Regions from separate parts of the Mus musculus genome. Here region 1 is linked to region 2. A link is a contact called in public Hi-C data. All regions are on one chromosome and are shown on one strand. The core of a region is the stretch at or near the end of the contact, and the rest is flanking DNA. Distances in the headings are between cores, read along the strand shown. Region 1 overlaps Btbd9 (BTB (POZ) domain containing 9). Region 2 overlaps Btbd9 (BTB (POZ) domain containing 9).

Evidence for each region. A called contact is a pair of places that touch in the nucleus more often than the background predicts.
Region 1: a contact with region 2 is called in a Hi-C map of cortical neurons, with 2.6 times the contacts expected there. The contact joins two enhancer-like sites. A contact is called at or near these places in 1 of 484 Hi-C or Micro-C datasets (cortical neurons) and 2 of 9 other capture datasets (adipose tissue and liver).

The regions. Positions count from the first base shown.
Region 1 is chr17:30,386,268-30,391,153 of GRCm38.p6, reverse strand. The region is part of intron 6 of Btbd9 (BTB (POZ) domain containing 9); the gene reads left to right. Among named protein-coding and RNA genes, the nearest start is that of Btbd9, 190 kb to the left of the region's middle. Within about 2 kb of position 2,088, at least 17 of the 459 cell types and tissues checked have an H3K27ac peak or open chromatin away from gene starts, as enhancers often do. A contact at or near this core is called in cortical neurons, where this site is marked.
Region 2 is chr17:30,505,465-30,509,784 of GRCm38.p6, reverse strand. The region is part of intron 6 of Btbd9 (BTB (POZ) domain containing 9); the gene reads left to right. Among named protein-coding and RNA genes, the nearest start is that of Btbd9, 69 kb to the left of the region's middle. Within about 2 kb of position 2,709, at least 22 of the 459 cell types and tissues checked have an H3K27ac peak or open chromatin away from gene starts, as enhancers often do. A contact at or near this core is called in cortical neurons, where this site is marked.

The sequences.
Region 1 (4,886 bases), core at 839-3,338, 120 kb after region 2:
ATGTAAAGTGTGTGTGTGTGATGTGTACACACGAGTGCCTGTGAGCACTTGTGCCACTGTGAATGCCATAAGATGATATGAAGTGCCTTCTGCTATCACTGACTGCCTTACTGTCTTGAGACAGGCTCTCTCGGTGGACTGGAACCCTGTAATTTCAGCTGAGTTGGCTGGGCAGGAATGTCCTGAGATCTGTCTCTGACTTCCCTCCCAAGGCTAGGTTTCAGGTCATCAAGCGTACACAGCAAGTGTTTTCTTACCCACTGAGGGAATCACCCCAACACTTACCTTTCGTCAGTTTTCTCCCATGTGTTTCTGTTTGTGTCCTCTGCCTCTGTGGGTGTGTTCATTAACAAAAGTGCTCAGAAGAGGGATGCGCTTTCAATGAAAACTTCCATTTTGGACCTAACTCTACCTCTTATTAATGGTGTGACTACTTTGGGGATGAGTCACTTAATGAGGTGGTACACTGTCAGTCCTATCGGATATTGATAAGGCATCAGGGCAGACACTGGCTCTGGATGCTGTAATACACATAGAACTTCCTTAGAGCACTCTCTCATTTGACATTGAGCAGTCTGTCCATTCCTAACCCTATGTGAGGGTATCAGAGTGATGGCTCAGTCCTTCGCTGCCATGAACTCTCTGTGACTGGGAGTGCCAATTCCCTATCATGGTGAAAACAAAATCCACTAGTTAATAACTCTTCCTGAGCATCAATCCTGACAGGAAACACAAGAGGATGGTACTGTGTGTTCTGTATACTGTGGTTGTGTGCCTTGCTGAAACTTTGGTGATGGTGGTACAATTCAGAGATTTTTTTTTTTTTTTAAAGCTTGGCTGCTGCTCTTCATGGTTAACTGAGAGCATGTAGTCTCGCTTTTTGAGACAAGGTGCTAGGTACCCCTCCCTCACTGGCCCTGTCCTTCACAGGCGCCTGTGGACCAGCTTGCTTGGCTGAGGTTTCAGTTTGGAGGCCCACTTGGTGTGAGCAGCTTTCTAGCACATGCCTCTTGAGATCCTCTAACAGTGGGGCAGGGGTGGTGCATGCCTGGATCCTAACACCCAGGGCAATTGAATCTACAGTGACTTCCAGGACAGTCAGGGCTACACAGAGAAACTCTGTTGCAAACAAACAAAAATGATCCTCTTACAGAGACAGTCTACAGGCTTCTGTTGATTCCCAATTCCCTCCCACCTTCATAAAGCTTACTCTCTCAAAGTGTTCAGAGTGTAATGTCTCAGCTCACTGGGCATTTGGGGAACTGTCCTAGGTGCTGAATTGAACTTTGCTTTCTTGGCCTCTGCTTTCATAGTCTTGGGGTTAGAGGTGAGTGCTACCACACCCAATTTGTTTAGTTCTTTAATGTGGAAACATATGGGGGCTATGGCTACTTTCTGCCTGTATTGGCTTGGGTTTGTTTCTTTTGCTTTTCAACATTACAGAATAAACTTGGACAGAATAACTTGAGGTCTTTGCGTTGCCCTTGAAGCACGTGTTATCTATCCATGGTCTGCACCGCAAAGGCCATATGATAATTATTCTTTGCCAGGAACTTCGCATTGGTTTGTTGGTTTGTTTGCTTGCTTATTACTCTGAGAGGTGAACTTAGGGCCTCACACACTCTAGGCAACATTCTACCATCGAGCTCTGTTCCCAGCCTGGAACTCCTTTGCAGAAGCAAAAATTAAGTTCCTGAATTTGAATCTGATTTGCAGAGCCCCAGCTCCCTACAAGTTGCTATGTGCTGATGCAGGGTTACTGGGTTTTTTTTTTTTTTTTTTTCATCAAAACTTGGCTTTTCTAGAAGCTATTCTTTTCCTAGTGACTGGCAGGAATCATTACTCTCTGTGGCAAGGAACCAAAAGTTGGCAGGAGCCTTACAATAATTGTCCAATTGGATTTATTTTTTTTAAATTCTCATGCCAATTTCCAAATTATCTTCAGTTACAGAGCTTCTGTTTTCTGTAAAAGGTTGAAAGTGAGAGAGATGCATGCAGCTTCGGTCCTGCCCAGGTTAGCTGTGGAGGCACCAGAGGTCCTTCCTCAGCACACTCTGGACAGAAGCCAGCATCACAGTATATCCTAGAACTGAGCCAGGAGCAGAAGGCAGTTTCTGTCTGGTTTGGAGATGCGTACATTGTGACTGACTCCTTCAGTGTGTGGAAGAGCCAAGGATCCCTTTGTATCCCTGGGCAGGAAGCACTGAGGGTCCAAGCAGTCGCAGCTGAGCTTCTTGCCTCATTCTTGCAGCATGAATTGACAAACACTAGAAGGTCTGACCTCTATCCGTGAAGTAATTTCTGAATATCCCTGAAATAGAGGTGTGAGCTGAACCCCATCATTTCATGCCCCCCCCCCAGTGCTCTTCCTGTGTCCCTGCCTTCCAGCCTGTGCCAATTTGATAATAACAAGCCCAGAACAAAACACATCTGTTTATTTTCTCTCATCTGCATTAACAACTAGAAATGATTTTGCTTGTTTGAGCTTCCCTCTGTCTAGATTCCTGATATTTATTTTGAATTTGCGTTTGGCAGAGTAAGATCTCAATGCATGCCAGGCTGACAGGTCTGTGTATTTGGTAGCCTGGGATGGGTTTTTCCTCACTCGCTCTGCTCTGCGGCTTTCTGTCTTTACAGTCTGACTTTTATTGTCCTGGATCAGCTGTCAGCAGTGAATGCACCTTTATTTCAGACTGAGCTGGATAAGATCACATCCATGTGTTCTGTTCCTTCACCTGCTCAGTTTACACACTTTGGTGTAACGGTGTACTAAGATATTAAAGACCCAGGATTGAGGGGGCTGGGAGAAAATGGGTCAGTAATCTAAATGAATGGCTTTATTTTGTTACTAATTTTCTAGATACACTTTTAAAAATGAGATATGCTTTACACACCAAAGGTCTTTTCTTATTTTACTTTTTGAAATGTTCTCGAGCTTTGGCTGTGCTGTGATGAGTAGCAGCACTTCCCTCTCGCCTGTGACATAACGGTGTACCGCAGGGTCAGCAGTGGTAGGAGGAGGCCTGTCAGCCGGTTAGGTGGTTCTTGGAATGGAATCTTTGAGCTTTTCTGAAATAGCTGCAGGAACCACCCATGTCCAGTGTCTGTGTAGATGCATGTGTAGAGCTTTCTAGGTTACTGTCGTGGCTGTAGCTGTAGCAGCTCAGTGCTGACCTCTCTGAGGAGCGGCTATAATGTTTTTCATGGGGAGCCTCGGAGCCGCCTGCTGTAACACACTGTCAGTGGTTGTCCTCATGCTCATGGACACTCCGTGCTCTTGATTGGCTCCTCCTGGAGAGCAGTGCTGTGTGTGGCGTACCTCTTCCTGCTGATGTTGAAAGTGTACGTCATCTCTGGGAAGATGTCTTACTCAGCTCCTTTGTTTATTTTTAAATGGAGTCATTTTTGTTTACTTGGCCAACATATGATTATGCTGTTTTGTTTTTTTTTTTATTTTAGCCATTGGGTTTTAAACCTCTATATAATATGGGTTCTAGATCCTTATTTCTGTCATTTAAAAAGATTTTTCTCGCATTGTGTGGAGTGTCTCTTTATGTTCCTAACACACTTGCTCTGGTGTGTGTGGGGGAGGGGGCTTGTGTATGCTAAGCATCTACTTCACTGCAGTATCCATTCTCCCTCAAACATTCTCGTTTTGATGAAGCCTAGTTCATCCCCTTTTCATATCGGAGTAGCTCTTGCCTGAGCCAAGCTCATGAAAGCAGACACTTACGTTTTCTGAGAGGTTAGACCTTAGACCTAATATCTCCTCCATTTTGAGATAATTTTGCAAATGTGTGAAGCAGGAGTTTGAATGCATCCATTCTGTATGACCGTGGTTAGTTGTCCTTCCACCAGTGGTGGAGAAGTCTCTCCTAAGCCCCCCTCAGTGATCTCTGTTGCTGTCATGTCTCCTGCTTTTGTGGACTATATTCCTACGTGGTTTACCTTGTCTGTTGTGCTGGTGATGGAACTCAGAGCTGCACACAAGCTAGGCACGTGCTTTACACCAAACTGCATCCTCAGACCACTGTTCTTTCCTCTGTTATAAGTGGAATTGATTTCCTTAGCTTACTTGTCATATCACTTATTGCTTATTCATAGAAATTAAACTTTTTTGTTTACTGAGTATATTACCCACAAGAAAGAACATTGTCCTAGGCCTGGCACTAAGATTGAAGGAATGGAGATTGGAAGTTCAGGGTCATCCTTGGTTAAATAGCAATTTCAAGACCAGCCTGAGTTACAAGAGATGCTGGCTCAAAACAACCACAATCACAAGAAATAGCTCACACACACAAGCACACACACACACACAGCACCAACAACAACTACAAAAATTCTCATTACAATTTCCAATATATTGAGTCAATTTACAAAGCAGATCTTCCTTGGGATTCTCTTGAAGAGATTATATAAAGTTAATGTTTTGAACACTTCCTCTGTGCCATATACTGAGGTACTTATAGTCTATCAGTCACTTTTGATTTCACCATGAAACCCTGGAACAGTATTGTAGCTTCAACTGAGCCGTGGGGCTTCATGGTCTCTGCACTCTGTATTGGTCTATGCTCAGCCACACACTGGACACGTGGGCAGCAGCAGACTCCAGCCTCCTGTGCAGATTGCTCCCACTCATACTGCTCACACTCAGCGTTTACACTTGGAATCTCTTCTGTAAAGACCGTTCTTTGTCCATCCAGGGTGTTTCTGTGATCCCCTCCTACTTACCCTGTATTTACACAGCCCCAACGCCGATGTTCCTTAGGTTCCGAGGATGCCGCCTTTGGGGAGTGATCTCTAGCACTGCTCACCTGGAGCCCAGGCAGTAGATGAGGCAGCGTGAACTATGCTGTAGGCTTCTAACTCTTGCCTCTCTATCAGGG
Region 2 (4,320 bases), core at 1,460-3,959:
TGCCAGGAGTGGTGTGTGTGTGGTGCTGTTCTATGTGCACCAAAGTTTTACTAACACCAGCTCCTCCTACCTTAACCCTCAGCTGGAGCTGAAGAAAAGCGACTTGCAGTTTATCTGTGTGCATCTTTATCCTCAGACCAAACCTCACTGTGTCACTTGTAAGAACTTTGCATTGATAACGACTTCTCTCTCTCTCTTTCTCTCTCTCTCTCTCCCCCCCGTGTGTGTTTGTGTGTGTTATGTGAATTGATACTGCAGTTAAGTGTTATATTGATGCTTTATGAAAATAAAATTTTAATTTTTAAATATCAGTCACCCCTGTCAGTGTTTTGAAATACTTTTTACTTTTATATCCTGCTCAGGAAAGTGGGCTAATGCTAAAGAATCCCAATGCTACAGAATGCTACATATGTTTCTAATCCTTTAGAAACTCTTTGAAATCAAATGTTGAATTTAGGCAGACTGTGGTGGGCTAGGTTGGGACAGTTGAATTAGTGATCGCACCCCTGATGAGACAGGTCTTGCTTCTTGTAGCAGGCACTTGATTCTCTACCAATGCTTCCCTTTGATGCCCGTTGCTTGTTTGAATAACTACTGTTTCCTTTCCCTCCTTATTCCCATTTTCTTAGAGCAAGAAATTATTATGTGTCAAGTATGTCGCAGAAAAAGGAAGGGGTGTTGCAGAACATTTGCCAGTCTGTCTTCTAGTCTCAGGGGTTACATTAGAGGCCTTCGGTGATGATAAATACCTCACTAGAGGGGCTCTGTTTTTACTCAGAACAGGGATTTAGGCATGCTTCACTAGCCCAGGAAAGAAAATTGTCTTCGTTCGTTCGTTCGATCGTTCGTTCGTTCGTTCACTGCTTACTCATTCAGCAAATTAGCACCTGCTTTGTGCTCTACACTGTACTCAGTCCCGAGCTTGTAACACTGATAGATGTCAGGGTTTCTGCACTCATCAGTTGAGAGTAGCATATACACAAATTTATAAGTACGGGTCACTGAGAGCAGGCATGTATTTTTGAGTAAGGTTGCCAGGGTGGTAGTGTTGTAAGCGGAGAGACAGGAGATGCTATGATCTCGTCTCTGCTCTGAGCATGTAGGCCTTCTTTGGTATATGGAGAATGTTGTTCATATTAGCTAGTCTTCTGTGGGAGCCTCATTAGATGTGTACTAAAACTGTAGCATTTGTTGGGGTAAAGCACTTGAATCTCTTTTATTGCCTCCATCTATTCCGTCTCCCCTCCTCCCTGCTGTCATTGGCTGTGACATCCCCCCACCCATTCTCATTAGATTATAGTACCTTCACAGGGCTGTAGATCTAGGGGACAGGTACAGCAAATGAGGAGAGAAGTGTTTCTATTTATGGGGCGTTCTCTCCTCGCCACACTAGCAGTGCATGGATGTGTGTGTCTGGTCAGCCTCCACTCCCTCTGCCCCATCTCATCCACTAACTGGGCAGACAGAACATTTGTTTGCTTTGAAAGGCAAACACTGGCATAATTGGGCAGTTCACCCCGAGGCTTTAGATCCCTAGTCAGTCACGCTGAGTCTTACTCTTCTCACAGGACCAGAAAGCTCAAACCTTTGCGAAATGCCCTATTTAGACATGGAAGAGTGGGAAGGGTCCCACTTTGAAGAAGTAGCCATTTTAGCAAACACAGTTTGAATTGTTCCTCTACTTGTAACTTTGATGTCATAATTGAACTAGCACTGAACAGCCTACTGGAGGGGAACATTTATTTTCTAAGAATGTAAAGCAAAACATAGCCACATGGTGTCACTAAATTATAACAATTTTACTTAGCGCAGAAGAGAATTTAAAATGATTTTAAAAATATAACTGTATTTAAATATAAACTATTCTGAAGTCTGTGGTTTGTGAAATAGCACGTGAAACTATTTGTACTGTTTAAGTCTCTTACTGATGGGAAGCATTAATTATGCCCAGTCTGTGGGTGCCCACTGTGTGCCAGCTAACTCAGGAGTCATGGGCTGCAGAGTAGAGGGCACGTGGGCTTCTGTAGTAGTTATTCTGGCTTCTTACAAATCAGGTTTTCAGGCATTCTTCTGGAACTTTGAAATAAGTAAAAGAGTAACAGATAGAGTCACTGAATATTTATGAGGAGTCAGAAAACCAGAAGAAAGGGGGACTGAGGATAGAGGGAGAAAGTCAGAGGGCTGGGGAGGCAGGAAAGGGAGCAGCTGAATGTATACTAAGTACTTCTTGTGGGCCAGGCATGCTTTATTCCCATGTGTGATCCTCACAGCAGCCTCATGGGAGGCTAGATTGTTGTATAGATGCAGAACTTGAGCATTGGAAAGCTGAGCTCTTAAGCAAAGGGTCTAACTCTGTGTCATACGCTGCCATTACTGGGCGGGAGATGCAGAAGCAGCTCTCGGCTGCACGTGCAGCATTGTGGGAACACCTCAGCATGCACAAGCCTTTGGGCTCAACCTCCAGAATAAAGTGAATGACTAGATGAATCCTGGCAAAGCAAAAGAACAGCTCTGCTCTGGAGCTGCAGGACACACGATCTAGAAGAAGCCCTTGCTGCCCCCTTTCGGGGCGCATTCCACCACTGAGCTAGGTCTCTTAACTCCCCGTGTGGGAAGGGCCCTTTATAGGAATACTGCAGGAGGCTCACTGTTAAAGACTGCTCTGCTCTAGTTGGTCACAGCCACCCAGTGTTAATGGTGATGAGCAATTGGGGGAAGTTTTCTTTTGAAAAATGCTCCAAAGAGCTGCTTAGCAATCCTTGTTCAAGGTATGCTTTGTGTCAGTATGTTAATAGAGCTTTCGGTTTTTCTACCCCTTGCTTCCTCTTAAGATCATTTTAGGCTTTGTTAGCATAGTGTGGGCTCTGTTTTCTTACTTCCTATTTGTTTTGCTCCAGTTCTATTTAGAAACAAACAACATATATTATGAAATCTCTCTTCTTAAGACCTCCTCTTGAGTTGCCTTTTTTAAGTTGAGAAATTATTTATTATTTTCACTTAGAATCTTATTAGGGTTAAAAAAAAAAAAAAGCCCAGAGCAAAACCAAACCAAAAAAAAAAAAAAAAAAAAAAAAAAAAACCCAAAGCACTGTGGTTTATTTTAAATAAGACCTTTGAGAAATGGCCATTTATGCATGAGTTATTCAATTGAATCTAGGCCTTTTTGTTTTATTTTGTTGGTTTAAAGGATAATAGCGTTTTGAGCTCCTTTTGTGTGTGCAGCAGCAGATCAGAACATGAGAGAATAGATTGGGCTTTTCCTTTCCCTTGCAGTTTGTTTTGTAGTTTTAGAGTGTGTCTTAATAAGCTCATTGCATGAAGATGATGCTAACGGCACTAATAACCCGTAATTACCACAAATACCAGTTGCCGATCCTCATCATGGAAGGGCAGGAGCTATACTTTATTCTGTTAGCAGTTGCTTCCCAAGCAGTTAGGTTCAAGCAGAGGTGCAGATGGCACCCCCTAGATCAGTCATCAAACCTCAATTCTCATGACTTACCTCTTTTCTTTTCTTTTTTTTTTTTTTTTAACAATGGAAGACACTTTATTTTTTTTTTAAATCTCTCAACATTTCAACTCCGTAGAAATCAAATGCAAAATATGTGCATTTTAAATTAACATATACTCAACTACCCGGATCACAGCGATCTCCTATAGTGAGACACACCTAGGAGGGGAGAGGCCTTGCCAGTCTGTACACTGTATTTCCTGGTGGAACACACTGGACTTCCTCAGGTGGCCTGTCCTCCATCTTAAGAGAGTCCCTGCAATGCTGGAGTGACTGGAATGCAGAGCTGGAGCTCTCAGGAAAGGGCCAGGCCTTGCCAGGTCTGAGGTGCTGACATCAAAGAGCTGCCCAGGAAGGCCAGTCTCAGGAATAAAACTGCCCAGAGTCTGCTGTATGTACACCTAACTACATGCGGTCTATCAGCTAGAGATAAAAAAAGAGTCATATAAGATTTGGAAAACCTAAAAATCACTCCAGTAAGTCGGAAGACCACCAGCAAATTCACAGTGGCTCAGGGTTTGGCCTGAGTCAAGCCTGCTCCAGAACTGAATGCCTGCTTTGGGAAAACTACTTGCCCATAGATCCCAAACACTGGACATCACAACTGCCTATGGCTAAACTGTATTCACACTTCACAAGGAAGTGACAGCTTCAAATTCCTGCCCTGCCCCTCTCCCCAAAAAGGAAAACCCAGAGGTGGGATTTATCCCAGGAAGTGTGGACACTGAATACTGGAGAGGCATCTAAGGAGCACATCCCACCTCTGCCCGCCCTAGTGCAAAAAGACTGAGAGCCGCGCTGACAGCCCC